Regions from separate parts of the Canis lupus genome. Here region 2 is linked to region 1. A link is a contact called in public Hi-C data. All regions are on one chromosome and are shown on one strand. Each heading gives the region's core, a stretch centred on a gene start, on an enhancer-like site or on the middle of the called end of the contact. The rest is flanking DNA. Distances are from core to core; before and after follow the strand shown. Region 1 has its middle 50 kb from the start of CTXN3. Region 2 has its middle 140 kb from the start of SLC12A2.

Region 1 (2,698 bases), core at 71-2,570:
TGGTTTTCTAACAATAACAACTCTCATCTCTTGGGCTGTTTTCTCCCTTTATCTTCACAAACTCAAGAGGAAGGAACTCTTGTACCCTTATCTCATCAGGAGGACACTGAGGCACAGAAAGACTAAGTAGCACATGGCTCATGGCTGTTGAAAATGCATACCTTTTCCCCAACCACACTTTGGCTTATGCCAAGGGGCTCTGGAAGGAAGGCCCACAGCCTTGAGCGCTACCCCCAGGGCACGACCTGCGGGTCTGGAAGCCTCATTCACAGGTGGAAATGATGGAGACAATCAGCCCAGTACTCATAGGGAACCTGCTCACACCTTGTGAGGCATTTCCCAGAGCAGGTGGGCACGCCGGGTCATCTGGTAACTGAGGCATGGATGGTGTTGCAAGTGGGAGGCCCTGTCCTTAACCAAGAAAGTTTCTTCTGTGTCCCAGTACTTCCTGTGGGAAGGTTAGGAATCTTTAAGAGGAAGGGGAAGGGGAGGAGGAGGAGGAAGAGAGGGAAGGCGGAGGGGGAGGGTATGTTAAATTTCCTACATTTGGCCCAAGCGCCCTTGGTGCAGAGAGGAGTGTGGGGCCGTTGCTCCCCCAGACCTCTGGAGGACTCTGATGGCAGGTTCTAACTTTAACAGACGTTCCTGGGTGTGCATCTGACTTAGTTTACATCAGGATTTTTTTTTTAATTGTAGAAAGAGCTGGCAAAGCTGGAACCATGCCTGAGGGCGGTATTGGAGCGGAAAGAGCCAAGAGGAAGTGGAGGTGGTGATGCACCTGGTGAGTGACTTAACCTCTGGCTGCCTCGGGTTTCTCTTCTACCAAATGGGCACAAGATCCCTCTCATGCGGTGTTGTGAACACCAGAGGGGAGGCTGGGGCTCGCTAGGTCCAGGGGGTGTGCATGGCCAGTGGCAGCTTTTGCTTCTTACTCTCTTATCTCTTCTAATGAGTGGTAAGACTATGGAGGCGTTTTGAAAGTCCACATAGCCTCTTTTGTTTCCCTATAAAATAGGAATCCTAATTTCTCTTTTTAAGAGGATTGAGTAGATATAGACTAGCCAGTGCCAGGCCCTGAGCAGTTTCCCAGTATGTGATGTCACCCTCTCCTCCTGCCACCCCTGTTCTGACATGGCCAGGCCCTCAGGACCGATTTGGCCCCGTCTTGGAGAAGATGTGCAAATTCGAAAGGCAGGAAAATCTCCAAATCCCCCTTTTACCTTCTATTTGGGCTAATTGCTTTCTCCTGGGTTCACTTCACCCATCCATCAAGGCTCACAGAGAGTAGTGAGAAGCCAGTGGTTTCATTTCCATTTTTAGAGTACAGGGCACTCAGTACTCTGTGATTGAAGCTGCCACCTGACAGCACTGCTCACAGACGCGAGGAGGCTGCCTTGGAGCCCCCAAGGCGCGAGCTCCCACAGCCCATGCTGTGATCCCTCACAGGCGCCTGTGGCTGACCTGATGCCAGGCGTGCCAGGGTAGGTCAGGTCCCCGCAGTTCCATTCGGTACAGAGTTCACCTGTCAGGCCTCAACAGAAGCAAACAGTTCTGTGTTAAATGCTCACTTCCTTTTTGTTTTCTCCAAAACACAAGGCTCTGGTTTAGGGAAAAATCACAGATAAAACAATGAGCCCAGTTTTGCTTGGATAATCTCAAGCAAGGTCTTGGCACAGAGGTCAGCCCTCTGAGAACAAGCCAGGGAAAGGAAACTGGACCGTTAGCAGCTAATTTATGACCCTGCATTTCTGTGCAATCCCTCACAAGCTTACAGAAACCAAATGCCTGAGCAGCTTTGTAAAATTTCAGTAAAGGAACCTAATATCTTGGTTTCCTGGCAGCACCCGTACTCTGCTGTGGAGAGTGGGCAATTCGACTTGCCAGTTTTGCTCTCCAGGAGAGGCATTCCGTCCACACCATTTTGCTACAGAATCTGAAATAAAACTATGTGCAAAGTCGATAGGTCTCACATGTTATCTAGCACAGAAGAGGCCAGTAAGTGGTAGCAAAGACCGGGGAGTCCTACAAGTCTGTGAAAAACCTCTATTCTGCATATCTACAACTTAGTGGATTTCTGAATTAAAAAGAAAAATCTCAAAACGATAAACTCAGTAGCAGAAATGAAGCTAATAAGGACGAGGTAGGGGGAAAGCTACCTGCCTCACTGCAAGTGTTTTTCATGGGACATTTTGCTGTATTTGAAGAACGTGGGCATTGCAATACCTAGACATTCTACGTGCAACTGGTGCCCTCTAGTGGTAGAGACTAATCTCCAGCCATGTAGCCTCTCATTTTAAAGCTGCAAGCAAGCCTGCTCTTCCTAATTTATCCTACCCCAAATTTACAGGGAGGGAAGAGAAAATGAAGGAGCCAGGAGGCAAGCAGGTGCTCTGAAGTGCCTTTGTAATTCACAAGGTAAATCCTAGCAGGCTTAGGTTTCCAAGATAAGAGTCTTAAATGTCTTGGAGGGTTCAGATCCTTCCAGAGACAGGACACCACTCTGCCGGGTATCTCTGGGAAACGTCTTAGCTGGAAACAGGTTTTCCAGATAATTCCGATATGCTCCAAAAATCACACAATTCCTCTTGGTGCTGACAATGGTGGAACAAGGGGGCAGAACTCAAACATTCCACAGTCCCCAGCCAGAACAGAACATGGACCTGCTATGAGCTGCAATCCCAAGCCCGCAGGAGACCAG
Region 2 (2,698 bases), core at 107-2,606, 610 kb before region 1:
GAACAGGCAGGCGTGGAGTGTGAAGTGCACCTGTGCTATCTATCACTGGCTGTGTCATCCTGGACGAGGTATTTCAGTTTTCTGAATCTCACTTTCTCCCTGGGGAAAATAGTAATGATACACCTACTTAAAACCGGATATTAATTGGGACTTCTCTTAGAATTATAACCATGGACAAAGCATGACAAGTACCTACACACATTCTATTAGAAGGAAGTAGATAGACCCAGCTTAGTTTATGCCGGGTGAGTTACTGATCAAGCAGACAGACTAGAAGGACGGTAAAGTATATTTTTCAAAAGTTCTAAGATAAAATATAAGATTACCCACACAAACTCACTATCTGAACCCTGGAACTGAGAGAAGAAGGGCAGGGGAGTCTACCCGAGGCTGTGTCATGCAGAGAGAAGAGTAGTCCATGCATGAGCCTCAACCTGTGTGGATTCCCAGTGATGCCCACAGTCATTCTATCATCACCCTCGGCTGCCACCAGCCCTCCGCATGGACACAGGGATATCTCCTGACATGTCCAGGGCATCTCAGCCTCCCTTTCCATGCAGGCCAACCTTTGCATGCCCTCTCTGACTTACATGGCCCCCAGGAGTTGAAGGCTCTCTCTTCCTGTTCTCTCCTATGCCCTTCATCAGAGGGCCATCAAAACTTCTGGACACTCTTTCATAGCACTTGGAAGGATGAGGTTAGGCCTGTTGGAGATTCCATGAACTTTCCCTAGGTCTCAGGGCCTCACGGAGCCCATGATAGACATGGAATTGCTTCCCAGGGCTGAGCTCAGGTAATCAAGTCAGAGAGTCATTTTGCTCTGAGACCACCAAACCCACTGGAGATATTACACAGTTGATTCAAACTCTCCTTTCCTTCTCTCCTCAACAACCCCTCCCCCCAGGCAGGAGCACCTTTATCTAGCAGGGCAGAGGTGGGGTAAGGTGGGTACTTGCCATGGCTGATTGTCTCAAGCTCCTAAAATACCCGAACCCAAGGCTTTGCAATTAAAAGCTCAGACTCTGCTGTCTCTGTTCTCTAGCTCCCTTCTGACAGTCCTCCCTAGCCTCGGGGACGATGTAAGGTGCTGGTCTTAGCCCAAATGGCAAGGACAGAGTGGTAGAAAGAGTGTGGGGTCGGGGGAGACCTACTTCATGTCCTTCTGCTACATTTGTGTATAGGATATACACCTCCGGTGTGATCTGCAAAATCCCAGTTTTCATTAACACCTAGCTGGCCCAGGGTCTGACCACAGTTGGCAATCATCCTCCAGCGCGGCCCTGGACCTGCAGGCATCAAGCCCATCTGAGCACATTAAGGCCTGCTCAGGAGCTGCTGGGCACAGGCCACAGACCTCTGGCCTGAGGCAAGCTGCTCGGCTCCCCCTGGGAGTCTCAGACACCTAAGCCTTGCTGCACAGCAGGGGAGCAGGAACAGCAAGTGAGAGTTTGGGAGGCTGGTCTCCTGTGCCCTGTCCACATCAGGGCAGAAATTCTGCCAAGATCAACAGCGTGGCTTCTGGCAAAGCCTCTGCCAGGCTCCCTCAACATTGTGGTCACCAACGGCCTGTGTTTTTTCTGAGATGTGGATTGTGAAAGTAACCTCCTGCGGTCTGGCACACAACTGATTTCTTAGAGGAAAGAGGACAAGGAGGTGACGCCTTTCTCCAAGGACGCTGTGAGCGCGGGCTATTACTGCCTGGGAACGGGGCTACAACAGCATCAGTCAACACTCAGGGTTTCCATCCACAGGACCATGCCACAACCCAGGATATGAAATCAAATCACAGAAATGCAAGCCCCAGAAGGACCTGGAGACTGCTGAATCCAGATCTTTCATTTCAGAGAGCAGGAAGCCAAAGCAGAACACTGGGAAACATTCAGCCACGGGGAAGCCTCCCTTTCTGTTCAATCATTCCCTTTGTGCGTTTTGCCTTTTGCTGAATTTTGAGAGACATGAAGGGCAAGATCGGCCTCACTTTAGAAAATCCATACACCACTGACCTTCGTAACTTACTGGCTTCAGATCTGTACTCGCCTAGATTGTCTCATGCAGCCAATCACGGAAAGGCGGTTCAGCCCACAAATTAGGTCAGATGCGAGTCTGAGGTCTACCTCAACCCCAGGTCAAGTGGATTTGAACCCCCACACACACATATTTATATATGACACATTAGACATTTATATATTGATACATATTCACACACACAAATTTTGTTTTGATAGGCTATAGGAGGTTCTAAAAATTTAAATAGATATATTTCCTCTAACTCCACAGGCTTCCTTATTCCCCATTCTTGAGACTTATATATCTAAATTTTGAAAATTCAGTCTTAAAGCTGTAAACTTGCCTTTGTCTTGACTGGCTTTTAAAAAGGAAGAGAAATTCTTTTTATACTTCAGGGAAACCAATAAAAAGTTAGGCTTAACACTGAATTCTGGCCAGTCCAGTGACTCACTGTAAAACCCTCAGGAAACATCCTTAAACTTTCTGAAAGTCAGTGACCTCATCTGTAAAATGGGAGTAATAATATCACTCTTAACAGATTTTTCTAAGAATTATGTAATAGCAGACAAGTACTATACTTGGCATGGTGCCTGGCTCATAGCAAACACTCAGTAAATGGTGCATATGTTGTAATATCATTGCAGCCCTTGCTGTTTTATTATTGCTGCCTGAAATTTGCTATTGTGGAAGT

Evidence for each region. A called contact is a pair of places that touch in the nucleus more often than the background predicts.
Region 2: a Hi-C map of skin fibroblasts shows a contact between it and region 1, with 2.8 times the contacts expected there. The contact joins two enhancer-like sites. A contact is called at or near these places in 2 of 9 Hi-C or Micro-C datasets (amygdala and skin fibroblasts).

What each region holds. Positions count from the first base shown.
Region 1 is chr11:16,577,208-16,579,905 of UU_Cfam_GSD_1.0, reverse strand. No RefSeq gene overlaps it. Among named protein-coding and RNA genes, the nearest start is that of CTXN3, 50 kb to the left of the region's middle. Within about 2 kb of position 1,320, at least 2 of the 20 cell types and tissues checked have an H3K27ac peak or open chromatin away from gene starts, as enhancers often do.
Region 2 is chr11:17,192,234-17,194,931 of UU_Cfam_GSD_1.0, reverse strand. No RefSeq gene overlaps it. Among named protein-coding and RNA genes, the nearest start is that of SLC12A2, 140 kb to the right of the region's middle. Within about 2 kb of position 1,356, at least 4 of the 20 cell types and tissues checked have an H3K27ac peak or open chromatin away from gene starts, as enhancers often do.